2 separate regions of the Mus musculus genome follow, and region 2 is linked to region 1. The links are chromatin contacts, called in public promoter capture Hi-C maps. All regions are on one chromosome and are shown on one strand. Each heading gives the region's core, a stretch centred on a gene start, on an enhancer-like site or on the middle of the called end of the contact. The rest is flanking DNA. Distances are from core to core; before and after follow the strand shown.

The links. Promoter capture Hi-C pulls out the DNA fragments that hold promoters and counts their contacts.
Region 2: a contact with region 1 is called in a promoter capture Hi-C map of pre-B cells, with 4 times the contacts expected there. The contact joins the promoter of Cd22 here to the promoter of Rps19 in region 1. A contact is called at or near these places in 2 of 39 promoter capture datasets (maxillary cranial neural crest and pre-B cells).

Annotation. Positions count from the first base shown.
Region 1 is chr7:24,882,550-24,889,462 of GRCm38.p6, reverse strand. It overlaps Rps19 (ribosomal protein S19), which reads right to left and starts at 4,871. Exons shown (of 6, transcript NM_001360119.1): 1 at 4,796-4,871; 2 at 4,257-4,327; 3 at 3,911-4,011; 4 at 998-1,181; 5 at 502-556. The coding sequence starts at 4,327.
Region 2 is chr7:30,876,356-30,883,165 of GRCm38.p6, reverse strand. It overlaps Cd22 (CD22 antigen), which reads left to right and starts at 2,824. Exons shown (of 16, transcript NM_001043317.2): 1 at 2,824-2,930; 2 at 3,149-3,237; 3 at 3,826-3,971; 4 at 5,059-5,116; 5 at 5,323-5,727. The coding sequence starts at 5,080. D7Ertd128e (a long non-coding RNA gene) reads right to left here and starts at 1,213. Exons shown (of 3, transcript XR_881941.3): 1 at 1,028-1,213.

The DNA.
Region 1 (6,913 bases), core at 3,622-6,121:
GCTCCTCTTTACACCACTGCTGTTCAGGGTGAGCATCACTTTACATGGAATGTGGTAGGAAGGAAGTCACTCTACAAAGTCTGGGCCTGAACCTGTCTGCCACATCTCTACCCCATCCCAAGCTGTGTAAACCTGGTGCCTGGTACTAAGGAGGAAGAGTGGCTAGAAGCCCTAACACCAAGTATCTGTACGGGACTACAGGTCTAAGTTTATAGAAGCCTCATACCACATTGGGCACCCAGTCTCCAGCAATTATAGTATATCTTATTTTTTTTAATTTTTTCCCAAGACACGGTTTCTCTGTATAGTCCTGGCACTCACTCTGCAGACCAGGCTGACCTCCAGAAATCCGCCTGCCTCTGCCTCCTGCGTGCTGGGATTAAAGGCGTGCGCCACCACCGCCTGGCTAGTATACCTTATTTTTAACCCCTTCCCAGTGTGGCCTCCAGCCCCCCCCCCCCCCCGCTCTGTTTCAACAGACGCATAACGTGCACCTCTCACCTGTCCAGCGATCCTGTCCAGGTCTCTCTGTCCCTGAGGCGTCAGCTTGCGGCCCCTGTACAAAGAAAAACAAAACAAAACAAAACAAACCCTGGATGAGTACAGCCCACCCCCCCAGGGGTGGTGCACAAACAAAGTACCAAGTGATGGAACTGCACTGTGTTTGCCAAGTCCCACTTGTGGCCAGCCACATCCTAACGAGCCCGGGGCAGGAGAGGGAGACCCTTGGGAGTTGACGGGGTGTCGTTTGTGCAAGCATTAGATCAAAAGCCCCGAAAAAATCAATTGGGAAAAGTTAACGAGTAGGCTAATGAAAGCAGACAGTCGCTAAATTACCTTCCCAGAGTCAGAGCAAGTCAGCCAGAGAGGTCTGGGTGAGGCCCTCCCTTTTGCTTTCTGAAGGCCCCATACCTTCATTTATAGGGAGGTCCAACAACCCCACCACATGCCACCAGCAGGCAAAGACTACCCCTGGCCCAGCCACAACCCTGCATACCCATCTTGGTCCTTTTCCACCATTTTCAGCCCCTCCAGGGCTTGGAGGACCCGGCGGGCCACACTCTTAGAGCCTCTGCTGAAATGGCTGGGTCTGACACCGTTTCTCTGCCGTCCTCCATAGATCTTGGTCATGGAACCAACCCCAGCACCACCTCGGAGGTACAGGTGCCGTGCTGTGGAAGCTGTGGGTGGGGCAAGAGGGAGCCTGAGGTCACCTGCTTGTCCTTCACTGTGTGAAATTAGACAACTGTGTAACTGAGACCATGTACCAAAACTGGTGTTTGACACCCCTGGATCTTTGCCCCTCACCAAGACTGGCCCCATGTTCTAGATAAGCCTCATCAAGTGTGGCCATACCCATGTGCCTGATGCAGGCACTTTCTGTGGTGGGCACCTCAAAACTTGTAATGTGCCTTGCCTCAACCATGGGTCGAGCAAGGATTATTGTCCTGTGGGCACTCTTCTGGCCTATCAAACCAGCGTCAGGAAAACCCAAGGCACTGAGCTGAAGCCGTGCCATGCATTCTTCACATCTGCAAGCTACACAGTAGCCAAGAGCCGCATGGTACTGGGGCCCCAGGCAACTTCATTTTAGGGATGAACAGCCCTGTGACAGACTCAGCTCATCTACTACTGCCCAGGTTCCATTTAGCATTGGACTGGCACCCAAGACATTGCCCCCACAGCTTGTCTCTGTTCATTTTGCTTTAATTTTTAAAAAACCCACAGCCCGTATCAGTGTCAGGATTAACAGCCATTTCCAACCTTTTTGCAAGGTGACATCACCAACAACCCCAATCTTAAAGGCCCACTCAAATGCTCTATACCTCTCTGCTCTTCCTCAGGGTGGGGAACCTTGGTCTCACTAGGCTGCCTGGACACAGTGGGTGCTTGAATCTCAGCACATCACCAAAGAACTAGCCAACTGCAAGCACAGCGGACAAACGGAGGGAATCACAACAAGGCTAAAAGCTTCTGCAATGGGGATTCTAGCCGTCCTTTCCAGCACCACATAAAAATCATCTCGTGGGAAACCACCTGCCAACTAATTACAAGGCATGGGCCTGCCATTCCAGAGCTTGTGTGCACTCCTTTTGACTGAATAAAGAACTATTTAGAGGCTGTAAGCAGCAAGACAGCCTATTTCTTTTTATTCTCCTCTTCAACAAGACCTGGCTCTGGCACATTTTAAAGGCACAACTTTAGATAAAGCCCCAGAATTGCTGCTCAGGAGGGGCTGGCACCTTGGATTTGAACTTACTTGCGAAGACCAAGGTTTCATGAAGCACTGCAGCCTAACAACAACAGAAGAAACTTGTGCTAAGAGCAGGGTGGGGACCCCACCCTGACCACCCCGTCTTTAAGTGTGGGATGAAAAACCTTGTATGTTTCCCTCCCCAATGCCTTCATGTTAAACTTCTGTGGAAAAATCTATTCTCCCAGCCCTAACTCACCCTCCCTTTGGTTCTCCAACGGAAGTGGTCCCCTACAAATGTCACTCTCCCAACAAGCCCCCTGGTCCTAACACAGGAGGCCCATGGAGCCTTTTCTCAGGACCTAAAACATGAGCCTGTTTCCCCACTGCACTCCAGCCCCAAAAGCAAGTGACAGAACAAGCCAGCTCATTATCCAGACAAAACTACAAACATAGTCTGAAAACTAACTTTGAACAGAACTAGCCTATCTTCGAAGAAAGTAATGCCACCTCTGTACCCCCCTTTTCAGTGTTATGACAAACGGCTACAATTTGGTAAGAGCCTGAGCTTTTTGATCAAACCAGACAGGAACCCATTAGACCCCAGAATGCTGGGGTCTTCCTGTAGCTCAGCCCAGCCCCCTCAGCATTGCCTTGGTCTCTCAAATTCTGGGAATACAAGCTCACACCAGCAGGTCTGGCCCCAAACTGCTTCTGCTCCAGAAGTGCTGGAATCAAAGGCAAAAGGCACCTGGCTCGATTCCATTTCTTGCTAACCCCATCCTGCTTGGGACACAGCTCAGTGTCTGGCGGGCCCTGGATATGGCAGCCTCCCCCCACAGCAGCTGTGGAAACTAGACAACCAACCCTGTCCACAGCAAGTACACCACTCTACCCAGAGAAACCCAACAGTCTTCCTCTCGCAACTCCACAGCCGCCCTAACCTACCACCTGAAGCACTGTCAACACCACTGCACGCTTGCTTCCAAGAGGGGGTGTGAGGTGCACACCTCAGCTAGGCCTCACCACCCTTCCCTACATCACCCTCCTTAAAAACGTGCTGGCAGGTGGAAGCACCGACCTTTTCCCACACTGTGGAATTGACCTTTTGGTTTTCAGAGGCTGTGTTGAGTCATGGTGGTCCCTGTGCCCATGCCAAAGCCTGAAACAAAGTGGATCCCGTGGACATTTAATATTAACTTATAAACTGCTTCACGGTCTTAAGCGAAGAGGAACTTACTTCCCACGACCAGGGGAATTCTCAGGCAGGGCCCCCCCCTAGCAAAGGCCTGGCCATGAACTGCAACCCTGGCACTACCCAGCAGAAAGAATCCTGCTCCCCTAAAGACTAGAGACAACAGGATGCACAAAGCACCCAGGCAGGATCCAGAGAGACCAGAGGGGCACCCCAAAGTTTTCTTTGGGCACCAGATCTGTAAGTTTCCTTTATAACAGGAGTGGCACTCCCGACCACTCAACCAAACAGGAGTTGACAGTTGTTCAAATCTAAATGCTATAACCGTGGACACAGAAAGCTGTTAAGACTCTCAAGTAAGCAAAATATGGACACTCATTTGCCCTCAGATTTCCTTTCTAGTTTAAAGCTACAGCTATTCAATAATGAGGTCTGTCTCCTGGTGTAGATGGGAGGGGAAGACAGGGTCCCTGCCTGGGGTCGCCCAGGTTCCCACTCCCAGCCAAAGCCTCAGTTCTTACCAGCTCGTGTGTAGAACCAGTTCTCATCATATGGGGCAAGCTCTTTATGTTTGGCCAGCTTGACTGTGTCCACCCATTCGGGGACTTTCAGCTTCCCGGACCTAGAACCAAGAGAATTGAGAAAAAGCACACTTCAAAAATTTCCAAAGATGACTTCAGATCTACTAACCTTTAGCAAGTTAACAAGGTTGGGGGAAAAAAAAAGCAAGAACGAACAGGTTAAAAAGGAAGCATGGTCACCGTAGGCCCAATTCAGAAAAGACCCCCAGCAAGTGGCCAGAGGGATTAATGACACATTGGGGTCACAGCGCACAGGGGTCAGGCCTCAGTTCCAACAAACACTTACTTTTTGAGGAAGGCTGCCAGAGCTCTGACGAACTCCTGCTGGTTAACGTCTTTTACAGTAACTCCGGGCATCTGAGGAAGGGACAAGCATGCCGAGGTCAGGCTTGGTGCAAACCCCTGACGTGGGTCCAGGTCAACACCAACCCTGCTCGTCGCCAGTCCACCCCAAAGCCTCAGCATCCACCCAGCCTCATGTCCCTGCAACTCGGCTCCTGCAGGTCCAACAGAGTTGCCGGGTGCACACGCCACGCGGATCGCAGCACCGCGGCGTGGTGACCGCGTGGGAGAGCCCTCCACACCCCGCTCCCTCAAGCCCACGTTCCGGGCGTCCCACTCACCCCTCCGCTGCCCACCTAACCCTCCGGGCTCCCGGATTGCGGCGATCAGGCATGTCCGGGCCTGCCGCTCGCACGTGGCCGCGGCTCCAGAGGGCGGAGCGACCCCGCGCCGGGCTTCCCGCGGTCCCGGCACGAGCTCTTGGGGCCAGAAAGCCCGGCCCCGTGGCCCCGCGCACAGCCGCGACCCAGAGCCCTCACTCACCGTGCGGCCTCCGCGCTGCCAGCCAGGGGAAAGGGAACGACGGGGTTTCCCGGGCGCACAAGTCGGGCGTCGAGTCTCGCGAGATTTCGGAGTGCTCGCGAGAGCGGCTAAACCAGAGGGCTCCGCCTTTCTGAGGGCGAATATGGCTTCATCTCCACCCAAAATGGGCGGGTCTGTAAGAGGAAGGGGTGGAGAAGCCAAGAGAAGGGACTCGGGAGGAGGATAAGGGATCTGGTTCCTCTTTCCGTTTCCTTGGGCGTGACCGGAGCGAGCTGGGGGAGTCGGCCTTCATTTGAGCCTTGTGTGTCTGGCGGGAACAAGGAGGCGGAAACTTTTGAGGGCGGAAGTGCGGGCGAAGTTGAGCGCGCACGAAAGGAAGGCGGGATTCAGCGCAAGACCCTGCTTCCTGGCCGGAAATGGGAATAGTTACGGGCGGAACCGTGACAGGCAATCCAGGGAAAAGGCACTATGACATGTGGCCACCACCACCTTTTGTGCTAGCATTAGCATTCGCGAGACCAAGAGATACACGGAAGCCCCACCCTTCTTTGGGCGGAAGTTGCTTCAGCTCCATTGACGCTCGCGGAGAGGAAAGAAGGCGTTGGGAGCGGGGAGGAGATTAGGGCGGGGACAAAGGGGTAGAGGCGGGCCCTTGGTGGAGGTTCAGCTCCGCCATCTAGTGCCGGAGTCTGGTTGTTCAGACCGTTAGTCTCCTCGTTTGCCTCTTCTGAGTCATCCAAGCTGACCTGTGCAACTTTATTATATCTGTACCTACCCACCCACCTACCTGCCTATCGTTTGTTGTTTTGAGACAGGATTATCATTAATTTATTTAGCCAAGACTGGCCTGGGACTTTTTATCTAAGGCTGGCTTTGAACTCATGATCCCCCAGCTTAATGCTACGGGAGTGTGTCACTACGCCAGGCTCTCAGTACCTCCCACTCCCACCCCGCAGCGCAGCGCATAAAATATTTGAGGTTGTGTTGCATCCAGACAAATATTATTTAAGATAGAAAAGAGAGGAGGGGCCGGGCGTGGTGGCGCACGCCTTTAATCCCAGCACTCAGGAGGCAGAGGCAGGCGGATTTCTGAGTTCGAGGCCAGCCTGGTCTACAGAGTGAGTTCCAGGACAGTCAGGGCTACACAGAGAAACCCTGTCTCGACCCCCCCCCCCCCAAAAAAAAAAAAGAAACGAGGGGCATTGTGATGGTTCGCTCACTAGGTAGAAGTTCTCCCATACGAGCCTGATTGACCTGATACGATTCTTTGAACCCATCACGGTATAAGAACTAACTACAGAGTTTTGTCCTCTGACTGCCACAGGTGCGTCTCAGAGAAGGGTGTATGTTCACATATCGCACCCTCTTTATACACATACTAAGACTTAAAATTAGAAAAAAATATTAAAAAGAAATGAATTATCAATACATAAGTGAAAAGTTAAGCCAGTTTGAGGGGCCGGAGAGACAGATGGCTCAGCAATTTCAGAAAATCTGACTTCAGTTCCAAACACCTACACTGGAGGGTCACAGTAGCTTGTACTTTCATCTCCAGAGGATGACATGTCCTCTTCTGGCTTCCTCGGGCACGTGCACTCATGTATGTACATATGCAGACACATACACACAAAAGTAAATTTAAAAAAACCTTAAACACTTAAATGGCCTGGGCATAGTGATGCACACCTACGGTCCTAACACTCAGGAGACACAGGCAGGAGGATTACAGCAAATTCGAGGTCAGATTGGTTTACATAATGAGTTCTAAGGCAGCCAAACCAGAACAGCACCAATACAAAAACCATGTATGCGACCAGTAAAGTGCACTTCTGGGGATGTCTGTGAGTGTGAGGACGCTGACAGAATCAATGGATTCACAAATAGGATGCTGCTGGTGAGAGGCTGTGGGAGGTGGAAGATGGGCTTAGCTGGAGGAATGGTTAGAACTGGGAACTCTTCTTCTCTTGCCTGGGGTCTCTTATCTGTGTGGTAGTCCTAGCTCCTCAGCAGGACACACCCAGCATGACAGTGATTTGCTCAAGGACATGGGGCCATGTGGCAATAAACCAGTCCCTTTCCAAACTGAGACAAATGAATAAATCCTTGGGTTGTTTCTAT
Region 2 (6,810 bases), core at 1,575-4,074, 6.0 Mb before region 1:
AAAATGTAATTAGAATCTAACATAGATGGAGAGGGACATAATGAGGCTTCACCCCTCCTGAAGAGTTCCTGGTTGTTAATTAAAGTTCCTGGTTGGGTATGGTGCACCACCTTACCCAGATAGCTTCTCCTTTTCAATCCTAGTTCTGGTCAGAGACCAAATCTAGCTCTCTGCTGTTGATTTGTGGAGTTTCTCCACCTTGGTTGTGCCCTCCTCCATTGCCACTTTTGGGTGAGGCAGTCTGGGGGTTAAAAGTAGGTCCTTGCACATGTTAGACAAATTCTCTACCACTGAGCCACACCCCCAGGCCCTCACTGGGGGATTCTAGGCAGGGGCTCTACCACTGGGCCACGCCCCCAGCCCCTCACTGGAGGATTCTAGGCAGGGGCTCTACCACTGAACCACGCCCCCAGGCCCTCACTGGGGGATTCTAGGCAGGGGCTCTACCACTGGGCCACGCCCCCAGGCCCTCACTGGAGGATTCTAGGCAGGGGCTCTACCACTGGGCCACACCCCCAACCCCTCACTGGGGGATTCTAGGCAGGGGCTCTACCACTGGGCCACGCCCCCAGGCCGTCACTGGGAGATTCTAGGCAGGGGCTCTACCACTGAGCCATGTCCCCAGCCCCTCACTGGGGGATTCTAGGCAGGGGCTCTACCACTGCGCCACACTCCCAGCCCCTCACTGGGGGATTCTAGGCAGGGAAAAGATTCTACTCTTCTATCATACTCCCAGGTCCCATTTTTCATTTCAAGACAGGGTCTCATTAACTTGCTGAAGCTTGTCTTGAAATTACTCTGTAATCTAGGCTGATCTTGTACTTTTGATCTTCCTGTTTCAATTTCTTGAGTGGTTGGGAAGCAGTCCTTCTACATCCCGCTCCCCCCTCCCCCATCACTATCTTCTGTAGTTCTTCTTAACTCTTTCTGATGCTGTGTGTTTCTAGCTACCCTCAGGCTACTCCCATGTCTAGTAACATAGAGCTCTTTAGCCAGCTTCAGAAGGACTACAGTAAAGCCTACTTACTATTGTGTAGAGGGGACACGCCATTCCGTCTTCACAGATAACACTGGAGAAAACAGGAATGTTGTAAATACAGGGGTGTCTCCTCTGTTTTCTACCCAGAAAGTTAGGAGTAGATATTATTAATAAGCCGGTGACCTTTGCTATCTGTAGAGCCAGACTTCATCCAAATCCCCCGGAATGTTTATCCCAGACTTTCCCCTCCCTAAACCATTATCCTTAGCTCTCAGTTAATAGAGAACCAGGTGGGATGTCATGTGTCCCCTATACATTTTGGAGCTCACTGACCTCTACCTATCTCAGTGGGAGACCCCACCAGATCCTAGGCTCTTAAGCTACAGAATCCATCTTCACGGTCACATATACTTTGCAAAGGAGTTTCCTGCCTCTTGGCGGTTCAGTTTTCCTCCCAGCCATGAGTGGCCCCTGCACGTCTGCACTCAGTTTTTCCTGACCAGCCATGACCTTGAAGACATTTTTGTGCAGCACATTCCCTGGGCCTGTAGAGCTGAGGTCAGCTCTGCCCTCATGTTCCCTGCCATCTGTAGAATTTGCATCTCTCTGCTGGCTGCTGCCTAGCAAGTGACTCAGTTTCAATCTCAAGACTTTCCCATTTGCAGGGCTGCCAGATGGTTCAGTGGGTAAAAGTGGTTGTGGGCAAGCTTGACAACCTAAGTTTGACCCCTGGAACCCACATAAATGTGGAAGGAGAGCGTTCCACAGGTTGTCCTCTGATCTCTACACACACACACACACACACACACACTACACATATATACACACACCACATACATATACATGTACACAACACACACACTCACACACAATACAACACAAACACACACAACTCATACACAAATACAGACACCATACACAAAAACATACAACACAAACATATACAACACTCAAATACACATAATATACAAACACATACTCTCACATGCCACACACATACCATATACATATACACTCACAAATACACACCACAGACACCACAGGCATACTACACACACCACACACATACACATGTACACACACACCACATATGCATAACACACACAAACACACACAACACTCAAAAACATACAACACAAACACACAAACATGCACAACACTCAAATATACAAACACACACACAACACACACATATACACAAACATAACACTCACCTGACACACAAACACACACATACAAATATACACTTGAACACACACAATGCTCAAACACACAACACACACACATACACACACACACTCATGCGTCTTGACACGATCACATATAAATAAAAAGGGAGTAAAGAGTTCCCATTCAGCAAATCTTTCTTCCCCAGAGCTCTGGTCCTCCCCTCGCCCGTGGAGCTGCTAAGGTATTCATGTCAGTGCTAGATCACTCTGCTCCTGCCTTCGGTGTGATTGCTAGCAATAAGATGTATCAGCAAGCGAAAGCCACCTTCAAGAAGACCTGTTCCTTCCCCAGCCAGCTGGGAGCTCTAGCTCTGGGAAGAAGGGTTCCTGAATGGGAAGTCTTTTACTTCATTATTACTTATTTGTGATGGCGCCCAGGTGCATGAGTATATATGTGTGTGTGTGTGTGTGTGTGTGTGTGTGTTTGATTATTGTGTGTTCAGGTATGTATTTGTGTGTTGTCTGGCTCTAGGGAGCCTGGACAAAGCAGCATGGAAATTCATCAGACATGGAAGACACCCAAGCCAACACGTGACTGCAGAGAATCAATCTGACCCCAAACTTGTGTTCTCCACCACGGCCTCTCATCCACACCATATCTGCTGGTCTCTCGCAGAGGCCCAGAGAGGAAGGGGGCGTGGCCAAGCGTGTGAGACTTTTCTTAGTTTTCTTACTCTCAGATCCTGCTAGGGATCCTGAAGATCGAACACAGGAGGAAACAGGTAAAACCATTTCAATCTTTTCTCTTGTTCTCGACAAGTAAATATGGAGTGGATATGGAGTGGCCTCTGTGTGCTGGCCTCGAGGGCCTGCTGTGTTTTTTCATCTACTTTACAATAGGCACAGACAAACCTCACCCTCCAACGCCTAAACCCCCAACCCCAACCCCTCATCCCTACCCTGTTCTCCCCATCCCTGTCGTTCAGTGTCCCCTTTCCAGGCTTTCTGGGTCTTCTGAGGTAGAAGAAGCTTTTGAGTGCCAGGGAGGAAATGATGGGACCAGGAAGCTAACCTTGAGGCTCTCAGAAGGTGAGCAGATCACAGTTCTTGGCCCTGTTCTAAGCTTCTGGACTTAGTAACTGTTGCTGCTGCACCCTGCTCTACCTCTTCACCCGTCCGGGCCCCAGGCTCAGGTCCCTGCTTCTCATGCTGTAAATTCCTGGGGTTCAGAGCTTCACTCTGGAACTGCCTGCTTCCTGCTCAAGCTTGAGTTCTCCAGCCAGGCTCTGCTAAGGATGTGGCTGGAGGGGCTGCCGGACAAACAGGGTGGTCCAGCACCCAGAGGCTGATTGTCACCACAGCCCTTGTTATAGCAACCCCACCGGTGTGTTAAAGTGTGTCCTCCAGAACAGAGCTTGCAACCCTGCAACGCTTTCATTGGAAAAGATTAAAATAGAGCTCGTGGCCAAAGAAGCATGGCCACTGCCTGTCTAAGCTCTTTAGACAACTTAAGAAGTCCTGCAGTGAAGCCTCCTGTTGAGCTCTGCTTTTCCCAAGTGGCTGTGACTTTGAAGACATCTCTATGTGGTGCATTCCCTGTACCTGGGAAACTAAGATAAGCTCTTCCTCAGATGATCTGCTCCAGCCTCAGCCCACAAACCTCTTATATACACCCAGGCCACACCACCCCCAACCGTGGAGGCAGAACCCAGCCCACGCTCAGCAACTGAACTGGCTTTCCCTACACCTGTTCCTGGTCACCCAGAAGTCCTTACTACCTGTGCCCTGCGGCCTGGGAGAGAAATAGCAGGAGAGAGAGGGAGGTGAGGATGCTGTGCAAGGTATGGGAAACCTTGGGTGGGTGGAAGGGAAGGGAAGCGAAGGGACACAGCTCTGCTCTCGGACACCGGAGACACACTCTGTTGGCACATCCTGCAAGATCCCTGGGGACTCACACAGAGATCACAGCCACATGAATAGAGTTAAATTGTTAAATTTAACTCTACATAAAGTGTAGGATGGTGGAGGCCAAGCTTGTTGGAGAGAGAGAGAGAGAGAGAGAGAGAGAGACAGAGAGAGAGAGAGAGAGAGAGAGAGAGAGAGAGAGAGAGAGAGAGATAAGAGTTGTAAATTAGTTGCCCTTAAATTGATCCGTCAGGCTAGAGCTGTATGCTACTACTTATTTAATACTACTCATAATGACTTGGTAAGCCAGACTAGCTTCAAGCTTGTATTCATAGATCCAGGCTCCAAAATTCTGGGATTTTTAGGTATATACCACTATGGCTGGTCCTATGTATTGCTTCTAAAGCAAGACATTTCTCATGACAATCTGGCTTCTTCCTTATGGTCAGACAGTGGGTGATCGGACAACATGAGGTCCCCATTCCCACCTGCTAACGACTGGCTGTTGTTAGAAAAGGGATGCCTGCCCCTTGCTCCCTATCAGCACCCAGGGCTCAGGAGGCAATCGCTCAGATTTCTCGCTGCTCTAAGGCTTTCCAACTTCCTCCAAATATACTGCACTATGAGTTTAGTTTTACTTTTTGGGCTAGTACTAGTACAATTGAATCTAGATCCTGTGCTTGTTAGGCAGGGGCTCTACCCACATCTCTATCACTATAACTAGACACACCACACACACACACACACACACACACACACACACACACACACACACAAAATCAGGAAGAAAGGGGCCAGAACTCAGGGGACAACAAACAAGATAAGGGAGCAACAAGATGGCTCAAAGGCAAATTCCTTTTGTTGTTCTTGTTGAGACCGGGTCTCAGAATGTAGCCCACGCTGGCCTCAGACTCATAGCAATTCTCCTTACTCAACTTCCTGAATGCTGAGATTACAGTCACATGCTAACACATCCAGTTTACAGACTAATTCTTCCTTCTTTAGGTCCCACCCAGACGAGACACCATGCGCGTCCATTACCTGTGGCTCCTCTTGATCCTAGGTAAGTGCTGAGGCCCAGGCTGGTAGCTGGGTCTGGAGATATCAGTGGATAATGCAGAGAGGGGATGGACCTGGGGCATTGGAGGGGAACCGCAGAGATTCTGTGCTCCTGCTCCACCGTGTGTCTCCCCAGTGTCTCCCTCTCCTACTTCCAGTGGAAGTTCTCACCCCTCAGTAACAACTTCTGACCAGAGTTGTGGCCTTTAGGACACGTGGCTTCGGCTCGGTACAGCTCAGCAAATGATTGGACCGTTGACCATCCCCAAACCCTCTTTGCCTGGGAGGGAGCCTGCATCAGGATTCCTTGCAAGTACAAAACTCCACTACCCAAGGCACGTCTGGACAACATCCTCCTTTTTCAGAACTATGAGTTTGACAAGGCCACCAAGAAATTCACAGGAACTGTCCTGTACAACGCCACAAAGACTGAGAAGGACCCAGAGTCTGAGCTGTACCTTTCTAAGCAAGGGAGAGTAACATTTCTGGGGAACAGAATAGACAATTGTACCCTGAAAATCCACCCGATACGTGCCAATGACAGTGGGAATCTGGGGTTGAGGATGACCGCAGGGACTGAACGATGGATGGAGCCCATTCACCTCAATGTCTCGGGTAAGGCATGGGGAGACAGCCAACTGTTCTAGCGGCAGCAAAGAGGGACCTGCTCAAACCCTGGAGCAAACAGCCAAGGTGCCTATTTAACATATTAAAGAGGGCCTGGCACCAGATTCTCCCAGCATCCCTCAGTCCCTACCTATTACAAAGAATGGCTGGCTCCTGGCCCCCACTCTCTAGCCCATCTCCCCAGCCCAAGAGCCGGGCTGCCCCTCCCCCAGGCTCTTCCCTATATAATCCAGCCATCTGGGTAGCCCACCCTCTTTTACCTCTAGCCCATTTCCTTGGCTGCTGTACCTGGTTCCCCTCTCCCACCCTTCCTCACCTGGCTCGGGGTCATATCCACTCTGGACTCTCCCAGATGTGCCTGCCTCTGGCTATGTTCTCCCTTTTATCTACAATATAATTTCTCTTCCACCACACCTAGGAGCAATCATGTTCTTTCCTTTTTATTTCTCCTTTTCATTTGCTCACCAAATAGGAAGCTTTGATGCACACACACACACACACACTCACTCACTCACATAACTCTCTCACACACACACAGCCAACTGCAGCATGAGCAATTGTCCTACCTCAGGCTTTCTCTCCTCAGCTTGTGTCTGTTCTGGAATCCGTTGTCGAGGCTCTCAGGTTTTCTGAAGCTTTCCAAAGCAGAGAGAGGTCTGGATTTTCAAATCTCTCAGTGTGTTAATGACCAAATTCTTTTAGGCTAGAGGAGAGCACAGGGCTCAGACATGACCTCTAACAACAGCCAGGGGCCTCTGCCCTAGACAGTATCATCACTCCACACTAGAGCTGTCCATGCTGCGTCTCTTGGTGTCACATCATCTGTCAGATGGTCTGGCATGGTGGAGATTTGAGCCCAGGGCCTCAGGATCACCCCACTAAAGGAATGTTGTGCTTGGCTGACTCTAAGTCTGAGTCTGACAAACAAACACGTGCCACCAATGATACATGGAGAATTAAACCAATCAATCAATCAATCAATCAATCAAATCAAATCAAATCACCCTGGGTGATCCTGAGGCCATTAGGAACATAATGGAAGGAGAAAGTGAGAAACAAAGTCAATGTTAA